2 separate regions of the Ovis aries genome follow, and region 2 is linked to region 1. The links are chromatin contacts, called in public Hi-C maps. All regions are on one chromosome and are shown on one strand. Each heading gives the region's core, a stretch centred on a gene start, on an enhancer-like site or on the middle of the called end of the contact. The rest is flanking DNA. Distances are from core to core; before and after follow the strand shown.

Evidence for each region. A called contact is a pair of places that touch in the nucleus more often than the background predicts.
Region 2: a contact with region 1 is called in a Hi-C map of hypothalamus, with 6 times the contacts expected there. The contact joins the promoter of GFI1 here to the promoter of BARHL2 in region 1. A contact is called at or near these places in 2 of 16 Hi-C or Micro-C datasets (hypothalamus and muscle).

What each region holds. Positions count from the first base shown.
Region 1 is chr1:68,084,673-68,091,252 of ARS-UI_Ramb_v3.0, forward strand. It overlaps BARHL2 (BarH like homeobox 2), which reads right to left and starts at 2,481. Exons shown (of 4, transcript XM_042250777.2): 1 at 1,176-2,481. The coding sequence starts at 1,785.
Region 2 is chr1:69,735,724-69,742,868 of ARS-UI_Ramb_v3.0, forward strand. It overlaps GFI1 (growth factor independent 1 transcriptional repressor), which reads right to left and starts at 3,557. Exons shown (of 6, transcript XM_042251018.2): 1 at 2,528-3,557; 2 at 1-90.

The DNA.
Region 1 (6,580 bases), core at 1,231-3,730:
TCAGAAAGAATGTCTCCCAGACCCTGCGTTCAGCTCAGAATCACTGAGCCCATCCAGGTGACAGCCCAGAGATTTCCGGATTCTATTTGTCAACTTTGGTTTTCTACTGAAATGCTGGGAAATCGATATGTCAATCCCTTTCTGTTTGTACCCGTTTTCTGCTTCGCTCCTTGATCTTCCCTGCAGGAAGAACAATAATCTCTCTAATTGACCCACTGGGGAGGTTGGTGCACAAAAAAATCGCCAGACCAGACTGTACATCTGTTTTGGGCACTATTATGCTAATGCTACAATAGTAAAATGAAGAGGCAATATCCTACCTTCCAGAGAGCACACATCTTTCCCAGAGATGACAAAGATTAGTAATAATCAACTTATCAGTAAAGGGGAAAAAAGAACTCGCCTTGGATATTAAAACTCTTGCCATGCAAAGACTAGAACACTTACGAAATTTTCTGGTGAGAAAATGGAAAAAGGGAGTTGAAGGACAATTGCCATCTTCTGATTTTACAAAAATAGACATTTAATTCCATAAAATTTTATTCATAAATGCAACCTCCCAATTACTTGTTAAGAGCCAAAACTCTGATTGAAATACAGATATTTAGTTAGGGCTATGGAGTAGGAAGGGTATTTTTAAAAATTGAAACATTATAATCTTTTACCGTGTGGCCTTCCCTATATTAATCACTATGTAATAAATTTTTTAAAGTTGCTCTGTTAATCAACTCGGCATTTTTTCCTTCACTATATCTGACAATTCCTGTGCGGGTGTTTAGAAAATACGATGTGTGGGAGGAACGCAATAATTTGCATTAAAAAATAAACACCACGTTGTGATCACACCCCTAGGCACTACGAAATATGAAAGAAATTCCCATCAAATCCCCTCCGCCTGACCCTTTCCTAATAAATTAAAATGAAGTAAAACAAAGGAAGGAGGTGGGTGGCTGTGAGGGTTGGGGATGTAGAAATGTTAACAATAAACAGAACTTGGGACGAGTGCCCAAATCGCACGCCCCGGCCTCCCTCTCGCTTGCAGTTTTTGACTGTGGCCCGATCGCCTTGGAAGCTGAGAATTGCCTTCGGATCCCATCAGAGATTCGCGCGAGACGGAAGGGGAGCAGGAGGAGGAGAAGCTAAACGGCCGAGAGAGCCGAGGCGGCGGGACTCACCGTGACATTTGACGTCGCTCTGGGACTCTTCCCGCTTGTCCAGTTTGGTTTTGCTGTCCTCCTGCTCGAGCTTTGGCCTGAAGCTCTCGTGCGCTGCATTGCTCTCCTGCTTCGGGGTGTGGTGGGGAGAGGAGACGCTGGTGCTGTACGGTGCACACGCCGCCAGAGGTTTGCTGTCGCCCAAGATGTCCTTAATTAAAAAAGAAGAGGTGGAAGTCCTGGGGGCTGAGGCGGCCGAGCCCAGCTGCTGGGCCGCTGGCGGCGGCGGCGGCTGCTGCTGCTGGGGCGAAGGCTGCAAACTTTGCGTAGGGGCCGCGGCTGGCGGCGGCTGCTGGCTGTGGTGCAGGTGATGGTGATGCTGGGGCCCGTCCGCTATCAGATGCGGTTCCGGGGGCTCCATGGTGACGGAGATGGGAGAGGAAGGCGCCGTTCCTACGGTATCAATCTCCGAACAGGGGGATGGAGTGGCCTGACTCCTAAAATCCGCGGTCCTGGCCTCGCCGAGCGGGCGGAAATCTCCATTCATCATGCCTGGGCTGCCCGAACTGGCACTGGACAAAATCGTGTCTATTCCAAAACTCGACCCGCTGGCCCCTTCCATTGTTGTCATTTCTACATGAGGTCCACGCCACTCCGCCGGTCCGCAGCCGCCTCGACCAAGCAAAGGAAGCTATCGATCGTTAAAACAAAATAACACTAAACAATGTTGTCGCCGCTTTAAAAAAAAAAAAAAAAGTGGGGCGGGAGGAAAGGAAGGATAATTGGGAGGTGGCAATCCGTGGACACTTTCGACACTTTTTTTTTTTTACCCTAATGAAAAAAGTGGGAGTTGGGAGAAAGGAAGATAGAGGGGGAAAGTTACAAAAATTGTTGAGGAAGCACCGAGCGTGCGCTCCAGGAACGATAGCGCACGTGGGGCGGCGGTGGCAGCGCAGGGGACCCAGACGGAGACGAGGCAGCAGGAGGTGAACCCGACACCGCCGCCGCTGCCGCCACCGCCAGGGTCTGCCCACAGCCTGGCACCAGGCGGCAGCGGCGGCGACGGACGTGGCAGGTGCAGCGACCGCGAAGCCCGGGCGGCTGTGCGCCCTCGGAGCTGCCCGGCGGCTCCCCGAAGTAGCTGCCGCGCGCGACCCGGCCGCCCCGGAGACGAGTTTCTGAACTTTCTTGGAAAGTTGTGGAGCAGACACTGCCGCGACGTTCGCGGGAACAGAGGAGAAGGAAAAAAAGGAGCAGGCGCAGGCGGAGGAGGTACCGGAGACGCAGCGCCGAGCGACTCCCGCCGCTGCCGGGCGCGTTCGCTTGTAATCCGGCGGCGAGCGGGCGGCGCCGACCCCCTCCCGTGACGTCACGGCCACTGCCGCCGCTCCCCGAGCCTCGCCGGGCCCGCGCCCCCGCCGCCGAGGCCGCGCGCCGGGCCCCGCGCCCCCATTGGCCGCGCCCGCGCGAGCGAGCGACGCCGACGTGCCGGGAGCCAATGGGCGCTCGACTCGCGAACCCGTCAGCGATCCCGGCTCTGGCCCCGCTGCTCTTTTCGGAACCCGCACATCCCTTTCCCTGCAACCAAAATACCTAGTCCTACAATGGTCCCCGGGTTCACAATCACGCGAGAGGGCAAAGGGAGAGAGGGGAAGGGAGCACAGGGAGACTAGAGAAGGGAATCGGAGTTTTTAGAAAACGCGAAAGAAAAGGGGGGTGGGGGGGGGGAGAAGAGCGAGAAAATAGTACTGATTTGCCGTTAAGAAGTCCGAAGAGGGAGGGGAAAGAGGACAGGAAGAGAAAAGGAATCTTGTCGGCTTACCTTTAAACTCCAGCGCTGCCGCCACGCACCTCCTCAAACACGCGCTTGAATAGTCCAAAGACACCGAGAGCAGAGGAAGGGACTCCCTGGAGGGACCCAGGGGGAAGTGTGTAACTCCAGCTGCCGGAGCTCTGGGTGGGCGGGCGGACTCCGAGCTCTGATTTCTCCCCCAAAGAGCCCAGGCGTCCCGGATCTGGCCCAGCTGGGCAACCGGTCCCTGAGGGGGAAATGGAGAGGGATCCGCGTCCACCAGGCACTCTCGGTAGGGGTGGAAGACAAGTAGCCTGCTGCTCAAAACCAGGGTGCCAGCCTGGTCTCCAATCAGGGCCCGTGCTGGAAGAAATAGGTGGCCAGACACTTTCTCCCGAGCGGGGAAAATAATGCCTCGAGGCGTTCTCTAGCGCCGAGGGCAGCCAAGGTTCACTGTGCTATCAGGCCGGCCTGGGACTCGGGAACCGAGTGGTGGGGCCGCAGCATGTATGCCCTCCTCGCCACCAGGCCGATCTCAGTCTCAATTTCTCTGTCTGTCTCTGTCTCCTTCTCTCTCCACCAACACCGCCCCCCCCCCCACCCCAAGCCCTTCCTCGCCCTCTCCGGCCGCCCTTTTGGAAAGGAAACAGTCATTTGGGACCTGGAGCGTGTCTTGACTGTGACGCCTCGTCGGAGGGTATCAACTTGCATTATTTTCTCTAGGACGTCTGCAACCTGTCTCTTGTTGAATGTCAGAGTAATGGGAAGTGCCAGTGACAAGACGGCGTATTACTCCTGATTAAGTGCCGTGTCAACCTAATTAGCAGAGTAATTATAAGGTGCTAATGAATGATTCAAAGTTCTGAGTTACATTTTACTCCAAATTACCATTTTAAGAACCCTATGAATCTGAGTGGCTGGCATAGCTTCCGTAACTAGGTGCAGAATGATGGTAGAAAATGGCCTTTTAAGTCTTCCAGGGCTGGGTTGAAATCTGGGTTTAGTTGCGGTTCTGAAGGTCTCTTACCGGGGGCCGGCTTTTTTTGTGTTGAGGACTTGCCGGTGGGTTTGGTGTCTGGGAGGCAGATGACCTCCTGGGACAAGATCCTGCCTTTCTGTTGGAACTACATTGTGTGAGTCCTCGGTCCGGAAGGGGGTAGGTGGGAGACTAATCCTTCCTGCGTTTTCCTAGGGAATTCGATGTGTTTGACCCAGAAAAAAAAAAAAAAAAAGCTCGCGCTAGTTCCAGGTTGTGTCGAGCTGTTTCTTAACCGTCTTCGTGCTGTTTTCTTACGGGTATGTCTCTAAGGAGAACAGCGGGAGAGACGGAAGACCGAGGGGAGGAGATGTACAATCGAGACGGCTCTCAGAAGATGAGGGGAGTTTGGCGGAGAAACCATGGTTCGTGAGCCGAGGCGGGGACGCGGGGCGAGCAGCAGATAGAGGCGGACCGCGGCCTGAGCGGGTGAGGGGAGTCCCTCGGGAGTGCGTGGTGGGCCGGCTGGATGGAGTCCCGCCAGTCTGGGCGGGGAAGCCGAGAACTGCCTGAATGACGCCTGGAGCGTGGTTGGACCAGCCGCCTTTGGAGCGGGAACTGCTCACTGGCCAAGCAGACCCTCCTGGGAGCCTGCCGGCCAGGCCTCAGCCTCGCTCGGGGGGGAACTCGGAACCACGGGCCTGGGATTTAAGAGGGCATCTCTCTTATCCGAGGCGGCAGTGTCCCGCCCACAAAGTCGGGCCCCCTGCGCCCCTGGCACAATTGGCTTCTGTAGGAAGGGCGCTGGGGCCGCCTGAGGCTGCAGGCGGACGCAACTTATCCTCTCCCTTCAAATATCAATTCCGGTTCTTCTCATTCTGACATCACCCACCAACTTTCCAAAGGAGGTGTGTTTCCTCCCAGACCTGGGGCTCCCAGCCGCACCTCCCTGTCGGCTTTTTCTGGGTGGGAAGTGAGGAGGGGTGAAAACAAATTTAAGATACTGAACTGAAGGCATTGCACAAATCAGTTATTCTCTACCTTGATAAATAATTCATTTAAACCTGTTTTTGTTTTGTTCCGACGCCTAAAATGACTCAAGAGCTCATAAGGCTGATCGCACAGCTTGTGTTGGGTGGTTTGACAGGATTTTTTGCTTGGAATAATTCACATTAGCAGGGGAGACAGAAATATGACCCGACGAAAAAATGAAATCTAAAAAGAAAGGAAGGGAGAAGATGGAAGTGTTGGGGGGAAGGGAGTGTTCACTTTTATGAAAACTCTCAAGGGAAGCAAACAGAAGCTCAGTAGGCCTCACCTTGTGAATGTCTCGGATGAGCTTTTCTTAAAAGGTTATGATCATAGATTTTTTTGGGGGAGATGTTAGGAGATCAGTCTGGAGAAGGACAGCTGTGAGGGAGAAAATATGATCTTGGTTTTTATCAAGATCCTACTTGGGGTCCCCACCAGGGAGGAAAAGGTAGTACTGGCCTGAATATCCAAAAAGGAACTCGAAGACTAGATGGCAAACTTAAAGAAAAAATTCTTCAGACCTGGGGTTTTTTTAACTTTGCTCTTTTTTCTTTAAACACGCCCCTCTTTTGCCTTTTTTCCCGGAGAGTATATATAATGTTTATACCCAAAGAAGTCGTGCACTTTTTAGCAGAGCAAGAATAATTAACTTTTCTTTTGAAAATCAAATTTCAGACCCAGAACAGGGTGCAAGGAAGTCACATTTCCAGTCTCCACGAATAGAAAAGGAGCTGCATTAACTGGATTAATCTCCAAGTTTCCCGTTGAAGAAATATACAAACATACAAAGAAATAGAGTCCCTAAACGGACATAGGTTTGAAAACGATCTTCCACTTTCAGGTCTTCATTTTCTTAGAGGAATAAAGAGAATTCTTTAATTTTTTAAAGATTTTTTGAAATTCCTTCAGAGAAAAATTTTTTTTTTTTTTGCCAACTATGAATAATAAAGAACATTTTCTTACTGGCCCTGAAGAACACATCAGTCTTCAGCACCACTAAAGATGCTTCCTCCCCACCACAGAGAATGATTGAAACATTCGAATATTTTAACAAGTTCTCAGTACATTCTCAGTGGCCCTCTCTTACAATCAAAATTTGGTATTTGGGATTGTGTTAAACTGCAGCATAAGATTAAAAAAAAGAAGAAGAACTGAACTTTGAAGAAACGCACAATAGATTACACTGAAGTTAGAACTGATGTTTCTTCCTATCGCATTTAATTTGAATGTTTCTAAGGATCCACTTGATGACAATGCCAGCTGACGGGAATGGAGTGCAAAGGCGCTTCCCTCCACTGGGCGGCGCCAAGAGCCCCAAACCGAAAGAGCCTGCTATTGTTTCTTTTTATAAAAGATGCAAGATACACAAATAAGCTCCCCTCCTAAGGTTGACTCCCTGACGATAGTGTGACCTCTCGCCCCGTTTACAAAGCTACAGAAACGTTGAAAGCGTCCTTGCTTGCTTGTTTTTTCAGCCTATCAATATATTTCCAACTGCTTAAGGATTTGAAGCTTGTTTGCTTAGGAAAATAATATTCTAAAACACTGATGAAAACACTGAAATTAAGTCCCTTAAACTGAAACCAAGAGGGTGGAGATTGGGAGGAGAGAGACAAAAAGTAAAGT
Region 2 (7,145 bases), core at 2,307-4,806, 1.7 Mb after region 1:
CGGGCGCGCTCCCCGCTCCTCTCCAAGGGTCGCTGGAGCCGCCGTCAGCCCACCTTCACCCGAGTTCGTCAGCCCCAGCCAGGCGGAGACCTGCGAGAGAACAGGGTGGAAACGCGCGGGTCAGCACGCTCCGGGGCCCCGGGACTGGGCAGCGGAGCAGAGAGAGCGTTCGGGCAGGGAGGAGGGAGGAGGGAGGAGGGAGGAGGGAGGAGGGAGGAGGGAGGAGGGAGGAGAGAGGAAGGCCCCCGGGAGGAGGGGCTTGGCCCCGCTGCGCCGCGCTCACCAGGTGGCACTCGGACAGGTGGCGCGAGCCCGCCGCTGCTGCCACCGTAGCTCAACCCGTCTCCGGGCTCCGACTCAGGCCTCTTCCTTCTGCCCTGCCCACGCCCCTCGGCCCCTCCCCTTCCCTAGCAAAACTCGTTGTGGTATCAAACTCTTGGGAGAGCTGAAGTCCCCAGCGGGCCAGTTACCCCAACTCGACCACACACTGCCTATATGGATCTGCTTTCTGTCTGGGGAGAAAGGAGTAGACGAGCCAATCAATTTAGTGGGGCGGGGAGGGGAATGTGTAGACGGTCGCGAACCCGCTTGGGGCAAAGAGCCAAGCCTCCAAGAGCAGGCTCACACACTGTAGTGAAAAGGGGTCTGGGGAGAGAGGGCTCCTGCTGGCTGAGAGGCGGGGTCGGGGGAACTGCAACAGGACTAGGGAGAAGCAAAGGCCGGAGAAAGAAGGCAGAAAGGTGAGGAAGCAGGTGGCAGAGGACCAAGCAAAGTCCCGGGGAAAACTCGCTTCCCGGTGATCTTGAACGCCCCTGACTCGTGCCCCCCACGCAGGGGAAAAGTTGCGACGCGGGTGCGCAGAAAAGAATCAGGTATCCGAGCAAGACACACTGGACCATGGAGACCTAACAAAGTCTCAGAAAAGCACTTTCCACTGGGCTCACCAGAAACCTCGCCCTAGGGAAAGTCCAGCCGGATTCGTGCGCGACGGCTGGGAAACGCACGGTGTCCGGGAGTCCGCAGAGAACCCACCTTTTACAGCACGAGGAGAGAGCGCAGGCTGCTCTGGCAGCAGCAGGAGAGCCGGGGTCCGGGCTCGCGGGCCTGGGAGGGAGTTAGTGCCCGCTACTCCGCTCTCATTAACCCCCACAATCAGTTCACCTAATCCCGGGGTCGAAACCCGAGCCCGGCGGGGAGGCGGGGCAGCGCCTACGGTTCTTGCCCCCGGCTCGCTCCGGGGGCGGGGCTAGGAGGGCTAGGAGGTCCGGGGAAAAAGAACGTGCCTTTCTCTCTGGGTGAAGGCGATGGGGGCCGGGTTCACGAGCGAGCTGCAGGCTTTTCGGCCACGGCAGCTCTCGGTTGTCTTGGTCATTCGAGACACAAGGGCGCTGGGGATCCAGGGCCGGGACAGGGGTCATCCTTGGGCTTTGCCCGGTTTATTCTGCCAGCCTAGGAGTCATGCGGCTCCCAGGGCAAGACGCAGGACAGGGTCTAAAGTCAGCCGGTGGGCGCTCCGGAGTCAAGACGGGTTCTCGCCCCGCGCCCCCACCATGTCCCCTTCCCCGGAGGAAGAACAGGATAGGCTTGAGAAAAAAAGACAGCTAGGACGTGTAGCTGAGTCCCAAGGGATGTTTCCCGTGTCCTAAACGCCAGAAGGCCCCTAGGGGTGAGGGTGCCGCCCTCCCGTGTCCGGGCCAGCCCCTAGGATCGGGGCTTCAGGAGGCTTCAGGGTGCTCGGCTGCCCTAGGGCGAACGACTGTCAGTTCAGTTATCTCTGAGCCCCGGCGTGAGCCGCTCCGTCGGCTGTCTACTTAAGACACCACAAAGCCAAAACTTAATTTCTTAAACAGCTATGAAACTCGGAGGAAAAGGAAAACGAGGGTGAAAATGTCCCGAGGGGCCCTGCTGCGGCTCGGGGCGGAGCGGGACGGGGGTGGGGCGGGGATGCAGGGGTGAGCTGCCCCCACCGCCGCCGAGTCTGGACTGGCTGGAACAGCGCGGGATCAAGCAGGCACGCAAGCAACCTCCCGACTCGGGCACAGCCGCGCGCCTCTCTTTCAGCCTGGCAGGCTCCGTCCGTTCCCGGGAGGGTGGAGTGGGTAGAGCGGTAGTAGGACCAAGGGCTGATCGCGTGGGAAGGCGACCTCTCGCAGCAGCTGGCGGCCGAGGGGTGGGGCGGTCCCCTCGGCGCACGCGGGCCGGCCGAGACTCTTCGCAGCCAGGGCCTGGGATGGCGGGAGCTGGAGAGCTCAGCTGCCGCCGTCTCCCCACCAGATGTTTCCTTTCCTGTGGATCCCGCTCCCTCGCAGAACCACCACCAAACTGCCTGGCGTGCGTCCTCTGAGCCAGATCCCCAGCCCCTCCGTATGGGTCGCGCGGGGACCAAGAGGATACAGCACTTTTGGCTCCCAAGCTGCAGCCGACCTCGTGTGGGAACCCGGTAGCGCCCTCGGTCTTCCCCGCAGCGCCAGCGCCGTGCCAGTTCCCGCGTCCGCCCCCGCCAGGGAGAGAGGCGCAGCGGACCTACCTGAGGGGTCAGGGCGCGGGCACAGCGCTCCGAGAGTTTTCAAACTGAGTTGCTTTCGGGAGAGACCGCGCTGTCTCTCTTTCTCTCTTTTTTTAAATCTCCTTCCGAGCTCAGCCCCCAAAACCACAAGCTTCACTTCCTGAGCGTTAAGGAGTAGCTCGCTTAGCCCTGTCAGACCTGCCCCCCCGTTCCCCACCTCCAAGCCCCAGTCGGGCGGCAGGGCGCGCTCCTCCTTTGCGCAAGGGTGCATAGGAGGTGGACAAGGGGCCCGGCCTTCCTAGCGCCCTCCCCCGCGGCTCTCTCTCTCTCTCTTTTTTTTTCCCCTCTGTGGGACGGTAGGAGATGGGGAGACCCAGAGGGCCCAAACACCCGGGCACTAGAAATGACTCGAAAGAAAAAGAACTATTCTTGGCTCCTGGGAGACTTCCGCAGCGAGAAGAAGTCACAGATTCAGGACACAGATTGACTGGAGCGCCGGGGCTGGTAGCGTCCTGCTCCGAGGAGGCTTCCCCGCCCATCTGGGCCGGGACACTCCCCCCACCCACCCCCAACCACCACACACACACACCCAACCCCGCCGCCTGCTCGGGCTACGCCGCCCCCGGGTCGGGCCGTGAATCACCCGCCCGCGGTGCCGCCGGCCTGGAGCCCGGTGAGTGGCCGCGGCGTCCGCAGAGCGAAACCTGCCCCGCAGACCCGAAATAGCTTGTTGTGGAAACACTTCGGGATAAATACGCCCAACAAGGCTGAAAATACCTTGACACCCAATCCCAGAGGTTTGCTCATTTCCCTTCGGATTTAGGTAATGGTTAAATTTGGAAGAGGTGGGCGAGCGCCGAGCCCCCGGCCTAAAGGGTGCAGGCGGCGCGTCCCGCGGGCGCCCGACTGGGCTGGCAGGCGCGCCCTCCCCACGCCGCGCTCCTCTGAGCTGGGCCGGGTCCGCTCTGCCAGCGGCTAATTTCCGGTGGTCGGAGCTGCAAAATTAAAGGCCGCACGGGAGGGAGCGCGCGGGGGCAGCGACGGCGGCTGCTCGGCTGACCCCGCCCTGCCGGGACAAGCCAGGGAGAGCCGTACCCCAGGCGCGGGCTCCGTCGCCGCCTAAGGTCAACCCAGGCACCTGGACAGGAGGGGAGCAGTAAGGCGCCATAAAAGCACCACCCTGCTGATTATTGAAAAGTCAGTCTTCGCTGCGATTGTGTGTTCCACGAGGGCAGGCAGTGGATCTACAGCATTACATCCAGGCGGGAATGTCTGTGGACTAAGTGAATGAATGGTATTAATTAACTAATTAATTGTAGAAGAGGAAAGAATCAAAACCTCACCCATAAATAAGTAAATACAACAACCTCCAGTGCTAGACTGTATGTGATGATCCAAAGAGTGTGGCCTGTGGTGTGTACTTAAAGCCTAAACCTTTCCTAAGGGGGATTGATAGCCGTTATAATTACCTTGATTTCCTAAATAAATTGAGTTAATTTTGATCACTACTTTCTGCACAGTAAATCTCCAGAGAAGAGAGTGGTGTTCCTCAGTTACTGCACAATAACGTACTATTTTTTAGACTAATCCAAAGTTGTCATGGAAAAAAAGTCCTTAGAGAATTTTTTTAAGTGATTTCTAATTTGCATTGTAAATCTAAAGGTTTGTGGGAAGTATTTGGTTACCATTGCCATGCTTCAAGCATGCTTTAATAATTTAGACGTTTTATACACCAGTGGCTGCACACCTACTATGTAACAGGTGTGGGACTATACACACTTCTTAACTGTGTGATTAGCTGTCTTCCTTACACTACTGTTCATTTGCTTAACACACTTTCTTTATAAATAAATGCAGAAGCAAGCAATCGTAATCAGAAGGACTACAAATATTGAATTAGCTGAAGAGAAATTACGGTCATTTTGAAGTTTTTATTTGTGTACTTTGTCCTTGCCTAAGACATAAAAATCTTAAAGCAGTCAAAACACATCTTTCTTTTTTCCCTTCTATTTTATGCAACAGCAAAAAAAAAAAAAAATCTTTTAATGATAAATGGGACCAAAGAAAACTTATTATCAACCAAGTTCTGGAGAAATGGCTGAACCATTTCCTTTGCACATTAGTAAGTTCAAAGTCAAAATTTCTTGAAAAGGCACTGTGATTAGTTAGTAATTTAGTTGAGTGTTGCTGTTTAAAGTTTCAGAAAGCATGGTGAGACTATGAAGGGAACAGATAATTACCTTAGAATAAACCCCTTTCATTCAGAGGAAATCTAGTCATCTTGCCTTTTTCTTTTTTGCCTTTCATAACCTCTAAGTTTGCAAAGTAAAACTGGGACTGGGACGGGGGCTCCCAGAAAGGAGCAGGGGAAGGGAAGTGGCACTGAATCCCCCTTTACATGTTCTATGTTGTGAGCCATGTGGATGTATTACTAATTCAAATAAATAAATACACATTAAAAATAATCAGCCATCGAGATCCGGTCATCTCTCAGGTGTACAGTGTTAGAATATGATTCTCATACTTAGAGGGGGACAGAGGAGAAAGGTAAGAAGAGGGGCACCCAGAAAGGATAAGAAAGTTGCCAAGGGGCAGCATAGAGCCAGGACCAGAAACGAGGATAGAATGAACCTGACTCCCACTATTCCAAATTCCCTCTCATTCACTACTAAATGGAGAGTGAGGCGAGTAAGACAACCCCTACCCTTGAAAGGTACACTTTTTTAAATCTAGGAAGAATGTGTCTCCCCAGACACTCTTTTGGAACTGGATATGTAGGTGTGGGGTGTAATTTTGTATAAACACTTGTTTTCTCAAAAAAACTTTTAAATATACTAATTTTGTCAGTAATTTACTAATAATTATTAAATAATAATAATATATCTACAGATGCCAAATGACCTTCTTCATATGGCAAACATTTCTGAGCTCTGGCCAGTGACCCATTTATTTCAAGCACCATCTCATAGATCAGAATTTCCCTACAACAAAAGATTTGAGACATTTTTAGAAAGAAGATGGTAACAGGATATTACCAGTTTCTTGTTTAGTTTTTTTTTTTTTTCACAAAACTTTACAGTTACCATCTCTGGTTCTGTTTGTGAGAGGCATAGGAAAATGGGTGATCCTGAAGCCACAGAGGAGAGGTAATGCCTCCATTTCCAGCACACATTTCTGTGACGTTTGCATCATTTTATCATCACAGTGATGCTATCAGGAGGGGAAAGAGTCTGGGCTTTTTGTAGATGGCCATTTGTGGTATCAATCTCTGTTCTGCTAGTTAGTAGCCCTGTTACCTTGAACATTGCAGGCAGATGCTTTACCGTCTGAGCCACCAGGGAAGCCCGTTACCTTGAACAGTTTAGCTCAATTCTCCCAGCCTGTTTCTCATCTGCAGAGTCCAAATACCTATCAACCTTGCAAGACCATGGAGCAGTCCTCTGATTTCCACTCTTTACAGATTCCTCTGAGTACCAAGAATGAAAGAATGCTCCCTGTGAAGGTGTCTTGGGTTTAACCTCCTTGTTCCATGTCCTGATTCAGTTTGCTCAACTTCAAGTAAGTGAACTTTGTGACAGGATTTTGCAGAGATTTGGATTTTTAAAAAAGCAAAGGTCAGGGGTAAAAATGAATCAAGTATCTATTTTCCTTTCTGGATATCCTATGGATTTACTTGGGTGATGTTAAATGAATAAAACTTGTTTCAGAACTTAGTTTTCCCATCTTTAAAGCAAGAAATGCCTCACATGTATCAAATACCATGAACGTTTGACTGAGGAGTAGATGTGGGAGAGATACTGAGAGTAAAATCAATGTTTAATACACAGAGTGAAAAGAAAAAAAAGTCACAGGATGGAATTAGGCATGGGGCTCCTCTGTAAATTAGACAAGAGATTTTGTCTACAAAATAAGTGATGCTTTATTTTTTAAATATATTTTCATTATAAATTATATTAGATAAAATTGATAAACACATAAAAGAAGAAACCATAGGAAGACAACATTTTGATATTTTTGCTTTACTTCTTTTAAAAAAAGTGATTGGAATCATATCACAAATACAAATATGTATTCTGTTTTTTCCACTGGATAATAATATTTCTTCTTTTCTCTTAATTTTTTTAGAAATTCTTTACTTGAACAAAACTATTTTATAATAAGATTATTTAAATAGAAATCATGACAATCATGTTCCTTGCTTTTATATTATTTTTTTGATAACTGATAATTGACATAAAAAATCTATCAACTAGGTTACTATAATTTACTTAATCATGCCTGTCTTAGTATTTAGCTTATTTTCATTTTTTACTATTTTAAATAATGCAGTGATAAGTTTTCTGACTATAGCTTTGCCCATAGTTAAAATTGTTTCTTCAGAATATCTTTCTAGGGGTGGAATTTCTGGATCCAACAAGGAATATTTTTTATGGCTCTTGTTACATACCAGAAAAAGTGTTTGGGTAATGCACAGGTTTGTGTAATGCGCAAGCCAATAAAAAAAAAACCATAATACATAGCAAACAGTTAAAAGATTTAAAAATCAACTATGGAAAAGTAAGACCATGATAAAAGACTAGACATAGAACTAGTTTTTATTTTATGCACAAGAAGTATTTGTTGGACAGTGGCCACACCT